3 separate regions of the Sus scrofa genome follow, and regions 1 and 3 are each linked to region 2. A link is a contact called in public Hi-C and HiChIP or PLAC-seq data. All regions are on one chromosome and are shown on one strand. Each heading gives the region's core, a stretch centred on a gene start, on an enhancer-like site or on the middle of the called end of the contact. The rest is flanking DNA. Distances are from core to core; before and after follow the strand shown. Region 1 holds the start of MTA2 (metastasis-associated protein MTA2). Region 2 holds the start of WDR74 (WD repeat domain 74). Region 3 holds the start of GANAB (glucosidase II alpha subunit).

What was found. Hi-C and Micro-C count contacts between places; a contact is called where the count stands out from the background. HiChIP or PLAC-seq counts read pairs in DNA pulled down with a chosen protein or histone mark.
Region 1: a contact with region 2 is called in an H3K27ac HiChIP or PLAC-seq map of alveolar macrophages. The contact joins the promoter of MTA2 here to the promoter of WDR74 in region 2. A contact is called at or near these places in 2 of 5 promoter capture datasets (fetal liver and liver), 10 of 47 Hi-C or Micro-C datasets (alveolar macrophages, embryonic fibroblasts, heart right ventricle and 6 more) and 2 of 2 datasets of contacts at active chromatin or transcription factors (alveolar macrophages and skeletal muscle).
Region 3: a Hi-C map of liver shows a contact between it and region 2, with 3 times the contacts expected there. The contact joins the promoter of GANAB here to the promoter of WDR74 in region 2. A contact is called at or near these places in 1 of 47 Hi-C or Micro-C datasets (liver) and 1 of 2 datasets of contacts at active chromatin or transcription factors (alveolar macrophages).

The regions. Positions count from the first base shown.
Region 1 is chr2:9,135,567-9,139,124 of Sscrofa11.1, forward strand. MTA2 (metastasis-associated protein MTA2) reads left to right here and starts at 2,252. Exons shown (of 18, transcript XM_003122622.5): 1 at 2,252-2,867. The coding sequence starts at 2,840. EML3 (echinoderm microtubule-associated protein-like 3) reads left to right here. Exons shown (of 22, transcript XM_003122621.4): 17 at 1-20; 18 at 92-189; 19 at 308-395; 20 at 1,065-1,163; 21 at 1,428-1,558; 22 at 1,647-2,085. The coding sequence ends at 1,850.
Region 2 is chr2:8,930,213-8,933,759 of Sscrofa11.1, forward strand. WDR74 (WD repeat domain 74) reads left to right here and starts at 1,318. Exons shown (of 11, transcript NM_001243395.1): 1 at 1,318-1,390; 2 at 1,472-1,578; 3 at 1,673-1,794. The coding sequence starts at 1,327.
Region 3 is chr2:9,099,027-9,102,217 of Sscrofa11.1, forward strand. GANAB (glucosidase II alpha subunit) reads left to right here and starts at 1,713. Exons shown (of 24, transcript NM_213904.1): 1 at 1,713-1,750. The coding sequence starts at 1,713. INTS5 (integrator complex subunit 5) reads left to right here. Exons shown (of 3, transcript XM_003353823.4): 3 at 1-1,461. The coding sequence ends at 1,281.

The DNA of each region.
Region 1 (3,558 bases), core at 1,002-3,501, 210 kb after region 2:
AGTGGTCCGGTACAGCCCAGGTGGGAGCCACCCCGACCCCGGACCTAGACTCGCCCCTTGCCCTTCCCCCTCTAAGTGACTGTCTTTGTAGATGGGTTGTACCTGGCCATCGGTTCCCATGACAACATGATCTACATCTATAGCGTTTCCAGTGATGGTGCCAAGTCCAGCCGCTTTGGCCGCTGTGTGGTGAGGAAGCTGGGGTGGAGGGTGGGGCAGTGACATAGCAGGTAAACTAATACACTTCAGGAGGGTTGGGGAGGGGAACTGCTGGCCGCATTTTTAGTCTTTTGACCCTTGCTCCCAGGGTCACTCCAGCTTCATCACGCATCTTGACTGGTCCAAGGATGGGAACTTCATCATGTCCAATTCTGGGGACTATGAGATCCTTTACTGTGAGTGACAGTAGGGGAGGGCACAGGGAGAGGGTACTTGGGGTGGGTTTTATTTGTGTGGGGGGCTCCCAGTTGGGAGGGGATGAAGGGCGATGTGGGGAGCTCCAAGTGGAGGGGCTGTCAGAGAGGGGGTGGAGATAGGTCTGAAGTGGAGTCAGAATTTTACACATAGGAGAAATTCTGTCATTTGGACCAAAAAAACCCCACACCTACAGTTTTACACTATGTCTTGACCCGCAAAGGCCTTGAGGGAGTTGAAAAACGCACTAAGAAAAGATTGTTTTGGAAAAGTTTCTCCAGACAGGTGTGGAGGGATTGACTTATCTAGGGAGGAGGAACTGGGGAGGAACTATTGGGAGAACTTCAGCTGAGAACTCTGGAAGCACACGGGAAGTTCCCCCTGGAACAGTGTGGTAAAGATCCAGCCTTGTCACTGCTGTGGCTCTGGTTGCTGCTGTGGCAGGGGTTCCATAGATGGCCCAGGAACTTCTGCATGTCACAGGTGCAGCCAAAGAGGAAGCACGTGGGCTGAGTTTTGCCCTGAACTGAGGGCTACCATGGGGACCAGATCACATGCCAGTGCCTCAAGTATTTCCAACTTGGCCTTCTATGGCATCTTCCAGCTGAGGGCAGGGTGAGACCTGATCTGGGTGGGCTCCCTCTCCCCAGGGGACGTGGCTGGAGGCTGTAAGCTGCTGAGGAATCGCTATGACAGCCGAGACCGGGAGTGGGCCACCTACACCTGCGTGCTGGGCTTTCATGTCTATGGTGAGCAGGGACGCAGGGCCCCAGAACTATGCCTCGAGAGTCGGGGGACAAGGTGCAGACTGCCCGGGGCTCGGAATGCTGGGCATGTGTGGAGGGATGGGCAGATCCAGCCCTGGGGGGCCCCTCCAGCAGGCCCTTGGGACCGGGAAAGATTGCCTGGAACGCGGCTGGTGGGTGGCGGGACTGACTGAGCGCTGGAATTGGTGCAGCTCTGGGCTGTGGGTGGTGGCGGGGAGGCAGGGCTAAGGCCGACGGCTGTGCTAGGCGTGTGGCCGGATGGCTCTGATGGAACCGACATCAACTCCCTGTGCCGTTCCCACAATGAGCGCGTGGTGGCTGTGGCCGACGACTTCTGCAAAGTGCACCTCTTCCAGTACCCGTGCGCGCGCGCCAAGGTGAGAGGCCTCCCAGGGCCTCCGGGGACGGCAGGTCAGGGCCCTGGGGCTCCACGGCCGCTGCAGCTCGACCTTCCCTCCTGCCCAGGCGCCGAGCCTCGTGTACGGCGGTCACGGCAGCCACGTGACCAGCGTCCGGTTCACGTACGACGACTCGCACCTCGTCTCGCTGGGCGGCAAGGACGCCAGCATCTTCCAGTGGCGAGTGCTGGGCGCTGGGAGCGCGGGGCAGGCGCCTGCCACGCCCTCTCGAACTCCCTCGCTGTCCCCCGCCTCCTCTCTCGACGTCTGACCGCTGCCCGACGGGACCCACCGGCCCTGCAGCGTGGCCCCGCCCCGCCCAAGTTTCCCAGGACCCGGGCCGACCCAGTCCTAGACTTCGAGACATTCCCGAAAGCTCATTTCCCTGCAGGGGGCGAACGGCACCCCTGCACACACTGTAAAGACCCGCTGGCTGAGCCGGGCAGCCCCAGCCTGGGCCCTGACTCCCGCTACCTGCTGAGGGGCAATAAACCAAAAGCAAAGTCGCCTCCCGGTCCTTTTGTCGGGCGCGGCTGGGCGCCTCGGGGCTCTGTGGGGTGGGGTGAAGGAAAAGGGGAATGCGGAAAGGGTGAGGGAGAGTAGACCTTTCATGCAAATAACAGGCAAAGCCGCTTGCAAATAACCCCGCGGAGTGCGGAGGCGCTACGAGTCTTTCGCCGCCGCGGGACTCGGGCGAGGAGAGAGTTAAGCCCAACTCCTCTCTCGCCCTCGGAGGCGGGGCCGAGCCGCAACGGAAATAACCGAGCGCCGGGACGCGATTGGCCGGAGGGAGCCGAACTTCTTCCGGAAGTAGCCGAGCTTTGAGGTCTCGCTCTCCGACCGGACCCGAGCGCTGGGCCTTGTTCTCCGGATCCGCCGAAGGTGTTCCGGAAGGAGGCGAACCCCGAGGCGGGCAGGGCAAGCCTTCGCGGCGGCCCGCAAAGTCCAACGTCTAGTGGGGCTCGGCGAGGGCGGGAGAGCTGGAGCCTGGCCCGGTCCGGCGGGAGCCGAGCTCGTTCCGGAAGAAGCCGAGCGGACCGGCTACGGCCTCGGCGTCCCGGGCGTGAGGCGATAGAGGCGGTGGCGACAGCGCGGGCCGGGATGAACCGCGACGGCTGAGGTGGCGGAGGTGCCGGCTGCGCGAGCCAGACAGAGACTTCTGCGAAGCGCCAGCCCCACGCTCAGGGCTTCGCTTCGAGCCCTGCCCCCGCGAGCCTCCCGGACCCCTTTGTGCGGCCGGAGGCGGCGGCGGGAACGGCCATGGCGGCCAACATGTACCGAGTGGGGGGTAAGTACCGGGCGTAGGGGCTGCGGGGCCCGGGGCGAGAGAGGTCGGGGGCCGGGACCGGAGAGGCTTGGCGCCCGGCGGCACGGGGAGTCGCGTCTGGGGCGGCGTGGTCCGGAGCGCGGACCGGAACCGGAACCGGTCGCACGGGGAGCGAGGGCGCGGGGACCGCGACGCGGCGGGTCACCGAGACTGCCGGAGAGACTTCGGGCGGCCCGACGGCACTCGCAGGGCTGCGCCTGGCGCCGCCGGGGTCGCGGGGTGGGCTTGGGAAAGTGGTTCCGAAGGAGCTGACAGGGCAGGCTAGGGGGCGCGAAGGGCCGGGGCGACCGCTTTGCCATCTGCGGGGGAGCAGCCGGGAGGCTTCCTCTCCCCAGGCGTTATTGTGCGCCTGGGTTCGCAAAGGTGGGGGCCCTGCGCTGGAGTGAACAATTGTTCGCTTGGCCGACACCGGGTGCAACTCCATCGCTGAGTTGCGGCGCCTGCTGGGGAACCCCCTGCTTCTGGGCTCCTCCTTAAGGCTCACTTTTGGGTGGTTAGGGGTGGCGGGTGGGGCACCCCTCCCTTACGTTCTGTTAGTCTCTCCACTTCCACATTTCAGCGACTTCTCTGCCTAGACCCTTTTCTCCTTTGGGTCCACTCAGGCCTCCTTTTCGTTCCTCCTACTCTCGTGCTCGGCTCTCCCATCCGCTCC
Region 2 (3,547 bases), core at 68-2,567:
CCAGGCTAGGGGTCCAATCGGAGCTGTAACCGCCGGCCTACACCGCAGCCAAAGCAATGCCGGATCCCAGCCGTCTCTGCGACCTATACCACAGCTCAGGGCAATGCCAGATCGTTAACCCACAGAGCAAGGCCAGGGATCGAACCCGCAACCTCATGGTTCCTAGTCGGATTCGTTAACCACTGAGCCATGATGGGAACTCCTCTAATAGTTGAGAGTCTCTGATTTCAGAGAAAATGTCTCAGTCATTCAAGAAAGGGGGACGTTATGACATTTTAAAGTTGCAGCTTATCCCTTGGGAGAAAGATTTTTTTTTCTGTTAGATTTGCAGATTTTTACTCTCAGTTGGTACTAATTTTTTACCATCCCCAAACCTCAATGTGAGGAAATAAAAACTAAGCCCTTACCTCCACTTTCCAAAACAGAGTTCTGCTTAAAGATTGTTAGTTTTGGGAATTCCCGTCGTGGCTAACGATCAGGCGTTGCCGTGACCTATGGTATAGGTCGCAGACGAGGCTCGGATCCCGAGTTGCTGTGGCTGTGGTGTAGGCCGGCGGCTACAGCTCCTTTTAGACCCCTATCCTGGGAACCTCCATATTCCGCGTGTGCGGCCCTAGAAAAGACAAAAAAAAAAAAAAAAAAGATTGTCACTTTTGGAGTTCTCCGTCCTGGTTCAGCAGAAACGAATCTGACTAGCACCCCTGAGGACGCAGGTTCGATCCCTGGCCTCGCTCAGTGGATTAAGGATCTGGGTTGCCCTGCGCTGTGGCGTACGTCGCAGGCTTGCCTCAGATCCCACATGGGATCTGGGGAAAAAAAAAAAAAAAAAAGTCGGTTTTATTTTCCCAGAATTCGTCCTTTTTATACTCAAGGTTGATGTGCCTCATATGAGCGACTTGAATCATTCCTGATATATGTTTTCTTTCTTGTTTTGCTTTTTAGGGCTGCACCCGCGGCATATGGAGGTTCCCAGGCTAGGGGTCCAATCGGAGCTACAGGCGCTGGCCTACGCCACAGCCTCAGCAAGGTGGGGTCCGAGCCGCCTCTGCGACAGCTCACGGCAACGCCACATCTTTACCCCACTGAGCAAGGCCAGGGATCAAACCGCCAACCTCAGGGTTCCTAGTCGGATTCGTTAACCGCTGAGCCACGACGGGAACTCCTAGATTTCATTTCTTAAAAGCAAAACCAGCTGGCGCAGTGGGGGAATTTTTACATTTCCTGCTCTCTACGCTCCCAGAAATGGCCTTTATCCGGATCCGACCTGCCGCGTGCTGGTGACGCAAATGCTGCGCCGGAAGTGCGAGCCGGATCCGGATCTCCGTTATGGCGGCTGCCGAGGCGCGGTGGAATCATGTGTGGGTCGGCACCGACACCGGCATCCTGAAAGGTGAGTGATGGGCCTGGGCGTCTGGAACCGCGGGGGTCATGCGTTCGCGACCCCGGCGTAACTGACGTCCCCGGACCGCAGGGGTGAACCTTCAGCGCAAACAAGCGGTAAACTACACGGCGGCGGGACAGCCGCAGCGCGAGGAGGCGGTGAGCGCCCTGTGCTGGGGCGCGGGCGGCGAGACCCAGGTGAGCGACCTCTAACTGTGCTGGAGCAGGGGGGATGCTGAGGCGTGGCAGCCTCGCTCCTCTTGCCATCCTGCCCTGCTCTCTCTGCCTGCAGATCCTAGTCGGCTGTGCCGATAGGACAGTGAAGCTCTTCAGCACCGAGGAGGGCAGGTTCCAGGGCCAGAGGCACTGCCCCGGAGGCGAGGGCACCTTCCGAGGCCTCGCCCAGGTTGACGGGTAAGACCGAGACCCTTGCCGTATGCTCAGGTATAGGCAGATAGTTGAAGCTCCCGCACGACGGTCGATCAATGGGGATCAAGTCTTAGGTGACAGGAGCCTGATCTGTGTGACAGGGACATTTGTCCTGCCTTCGTTCCTTCATTTCTATAATAAGCATTTATTGAATACCTACTGGATTACAGGCATTGGACGAAATTCAAGGGCTGCAGGTAAACTGGACACAGTACCTGCCTTCCTAGAGTCTGCATCCTCAAGGGTTGTTCTTTTGGGTCCATGACTTTTTAGGTGACCCTGAGCAAGTCATTTAATAGTTTAGAGTATGTTCTCATTTGTGTCTTATATCACCTAGAGTGTGTTTTTAGATGGGGGCTACCAACCACCAAATCGGTAAAGCTCCCACAGTAAAGGATAGGAAAGTGATAAGTTACAGGCTTAGCTTTCTTCGGAAGATGGACGGGCTATGAACAGGCTGTGTAGTTTTGGTGATGTTAATTCTGACAAGTGAGATCTAGAAGGCGCTGTGGGGTGAGATCTTTGAACTGGGTCTGGAATGATGGGTAGAACTTTGACAGATGGAGAAGCGGGTAAGGGCACTCTAGAAAGAGGCTACTGCCCGAGCAGAGGTAAGGACTGGTGTCAGGCTACAGGATACATCATGGGAAAGAGAAATAAATAGCGTTTGGGGATTGAAGCCGAGAAGCATTTTAATATGAGATGGGCAAGGTAGGTTGGGATTAAAGGTAAAAAAAAAGGGTTTTAAGTGCCAGGCTGAGAGATTTGCACTTCTGTATGTGGTGGGGAGTTATGGTTTTTGAGTAGGAAGTGTGGTGGTCAGAGCTGTGAGCCCTGCAGGATTATGGAGGATGGGTTGGAGAGACAGCAGTTGGAGATTGTTACCATAGCCCAGAGCCTGATCCAAGGTGGGGAGGGTGGGCAGATATGAGAAAGGGCATAGATTTGGTTTGTGCAGATGCTGGAGAGAGACTTGTTTGGGCTTCATGGGAAATATACTTGGGGGAGAGATTGAAATTTAGCATCCAGTTAACCAAGGACAGGGAACTTGAGAACAGCTGGTATTTGACTTTGGCCAGACATTAAACCCAAAGCAGTCCCATTACTGTCCTTTCAGAGCCACTGATCCTGACCCCTGGTGATCGGCTGAAGATTCAGAAAGACCAGCAGGGCCAGGTGCCCCACATGTAGCTATGGAATAGCAAAAGCTCTCTGCTTTGGAGTATCACAGGCTTGATTTTTAGCCCTGGTTCTGACATCAATAGCTGAGTGGCAAATCTTTTAATTTTCAGAGCTTCAGGCTCTTCACCCTATTGAAATTAAATAACAGCCATAAAACCCTGCTGTAGACCTGAGTTACCGAGAGGCTTCTTTAGTAACAGGGTTGGTAGGAGGAAGTCTAGTTCGTATGAATTTGGGTCTGGGTTGACTAGGGCCAGAGAACACGTTGAAACTTTTTTTTTTTGTCTTTTTAAGGCCACACCTGCGGCATATGGAGGTTCCCAGGCTAGGGGTCCAGTTGGAGTTGCAGCTGCCAGCCTACAACACAGCAACACCAGATCAGAGTCACATCTGCAACCTACACCATAGCTCATGGCAATGCCAGATCCTTAACCCAGTGAGCAAGGCCAGGGATTGAACCCACATCCTCACGGATACCAGTGGGGTTCATTACCACTGAGCCACAACAGAAACTCCCTGGCACTTTTTTTTAACCTAAGCCTATCCTCCCTCTTCC
Region 3 (3,191 bases), core at 463-2,962, 170 kb after region 2:
GCGCTGGGGGCCCGGTTTGGGGAGTCTGCTTCGGCTCATCTGTCTGACCTGGCTCCTCTCCTGCTACATCCTGAGGAGGAAGTAGCCGAAGCCGCTGCCTCCCTCTTGGCCATCTGTCCTTTTCCTCCGGAAGCCCTGTCCCCTTCCCAACTCCTGGGACTGGTGAGAGCTGGAGTGCATCGCTTCTTTGCCTCTCTGAGGCTGCATGGCCCCCCAGGCGTGGCTTCGGCCTCCCAGCTTCTTACCCGCCTCTCCCAGACCTCCCCCGCTGGGCTCAAGGCTGTCTTGCAGCTGCTAGTGGAGGGAGCCTTACATCGGGGCAACACAGAACTGTTTGGCGGGGAAGTGGATAGGGACAATGAGACTCTCTCAGTCATTTCAGCTCCTTTGGCTTCTGCCTCCCTGTTGGACACAAACCGGCGACACACCGCAGCTGTGCCAGGTCCTGGAGGGATTTGGTCTGTTTTCCACGCTGGAGTCATCGGCAGTGGCCTAAAGCCCCCCAAGTCTGTCCAGTCACGCAATCAGCAGGAAGTGATCTATAACACCCAGAGCCTCCTCAGCCTCCTTGTGCACTGCTGCACTGCCCCAGGGGGCACTGAATGTGTGGGCTGCTGGGGGGCTCCCACCCTGAGCCCAGAGGCAGCCAAAGCTGTGGCAGTGACCTTGGTGGAGAGTGTGTGTCCTGATGCGGCGGGTGCTGAGCTAGCCTGGCCTCCTGAGGAGCATGCGCGGGCCACTGTGGAGCGGGATCTCCGCATCGGCCGGCGCTTCCGGGAACAGCCTCTGCTCTTTGAGTTGCTAAAGTTGGTAGCAGCTGCTCCCCCAGCCCTGTGCTACTGCTCCGTGCTGCTGCGGGGGCTGCTGGCCGCCCTCTTGGGCCATTGGGAAGCCTCTCGCCACCCTGATACAGCCCAGTCCCCCTGGCACCTGGAGGCATCCTGCACCCTGGTGGCTGTCATGGCTGAGGGAAGCCTCCTGCCACCAGCTCTGGGGAACATGCACGAGGTATTTAGCCAACTGGCACCTTTCGAAGTGCGACTGCTGCTGCTCAGTGTCTGGGGCTTTCTTCGGGAGCATGGGCCCTTGCCCCAGAAGTTCATCTTCCAGTCAGAGCGTGGCCGCTTCATCCGGGACTTCTCCAGGGAGGGTGGGGGTGAGGGTGGACCCCATCTGGCTGTGCTGCACAGTGTCCTTCACCGCAACATTGACCGCCTGGGCCTTTTCTCTGGCCGTTTCCAGGCACCATCGCCACCCGCTCTCCTTCGGCAAGGGACATAACCTTTTCAAGCTCCAGAAGTCGAGAGATGTTGAGCCATGAGAGACGGGGGGCTAAGGTGCTGCAGAAAGGTAGAAGGTCCTCTTCTTCTAAGGCCTTGGCCTAAAAGAGCGCTGTCACTTTTTTCCTCCCCCACCCCACCTTTTTTTCTAAATAAAATTTGCCGACTTGCGAAAAACAGAGTCCAGTGCCTCTGTCTGATGCTTAGCGCCGGCAAAGTCGGACAGCGCCTGGCTCTGAACAGTCCCGCCCCATCCCTCTGGCTCCGCCCCCCGTGAGCATTTAGCATACGTACTCCGCCAATGGGACGGACGCCCGGCCCGTTGTGTGGCCGGGCCAATCAGGAGGCCGGAAGGGGCGGGAGCTAAGATACGTGGCTCAACGCGCGCTGGGGGAGGGGAAGCTCCGGGTCAAGGAGCAAACCCGGCACAAGATGGCGGCGGTAGCGGCAGTGGCGGCGCGTAGGAGGCGGTGAGGAGCCCGGATCCCGGGAGCGCGCCCCGGACGCCCCCAGACCCCCTAAGTCTTGTATCTCTCCTTCCTGTATGTTCTCCTGAGACTGCTGCCCCTGGCCTCGTGAGGACCCTTTATTTCTCTGGAGGCGGCCTCACATGCCCCCCAGTCTCCTCGCGGTAGATCCTCGCGGCATTGGGGACCGTTGCTTCTTGGGCTCTCCGCTCCGGCCAGGTCGCTCAAGAAGGCCGCAGCCGTGCGCTCTTCTTGGCCTTGGCCGCTCTCTGCCGCCGCCCTCCCCTGGCAGCTTGCGGCAGTTAACGCTGCCGCCTCTTTCCTGCATTGCGCGGGGCCATCAGGGCGGGGGACGAGACGCGGCCCGGCCTCCGGGAACGCAGCCTGCTGCCCTCTGGCCCCTCAGCCGGGCGGGAAGCACCTCGGCCGGCAGTCCCACTTGCCCTTCTTGCCCTCCCCTCCGAGAGCCCCGGACCCTCTCCTGCCCTTGTCTTCACGTGGATAATAGCCCTGGCTTGTTCGGTGTTCACGGTCGTTGGGCACGGCTGGGCCAGGATGCCGTTAAGTTCACAGCCGGCCTGGATGATGTTGCTCAAACACAACAATGGTTTGGTCTGCGTTCTCGAGTTTATAGTACTGAAAAAATGGTTCGAGAAAGTCACCAGCGCCACAAAGTATTTACCAGGACCTAACAGATGTACTGGGGTGGGAGAGGCGTGCACTGGCCGCCGCAGTGGAAAAAACTTGTGTGGTAAATTCGACTCTCTGGAAGCCTGTGATCTGAAACAATAAATGGGTGCACCTTGCCCTGCGACTCATTCCTGACTTTGGCTTGTGACCACCTCTTGCTCAGGGGCGTTCAAGGCATCCCTGAGTTCCTAGGGCCTTCCAACAGGTCATTTCTGAAAAATCGTACAGAAATCCTATCCCCATTGGCTTCTCTCCAAACCCATTTTATAGATTGTGCAAATAGGACTCCAGAGGGTATTTAGTTCACTGTGCATCTGATTACTGCTGCTTTGAGCGGGTAGACAGGGGTCAGTGGCTCACTGTGATGCTGCAGTCAGTCACTCCTCAGGACTTGGGCCACATGCCTTGCTTTCGAATTTTCTGGTAACCTTTCTTCTGCTGGTTTTGCTACTATTTGTTCCTGCTTGGCCTATTAAACTGCGGAGCTTAGTGTTTTCCTCACTTTGTCTGGCCTGGCTTGCCTTGCACATTCTTCTGGAACTGGAGAGCTTAACTGTGTTTTCTGATCTCTCTGGTCATTTTCTTTACCTTTAGCGTTCAAGCCGATACCGAGATAAAAGCCGGATACAATATGTGTAGTAGGCCCTACTCTCTGGTTCCCTATGAGCAGGTAGCAAAGTTTTAATGCTGAGAAGAACCTGTGTGTTTGTGTTCTCGCCCCTCTCTGGAACGCTCTCACAGAGTGTGCTCCTTG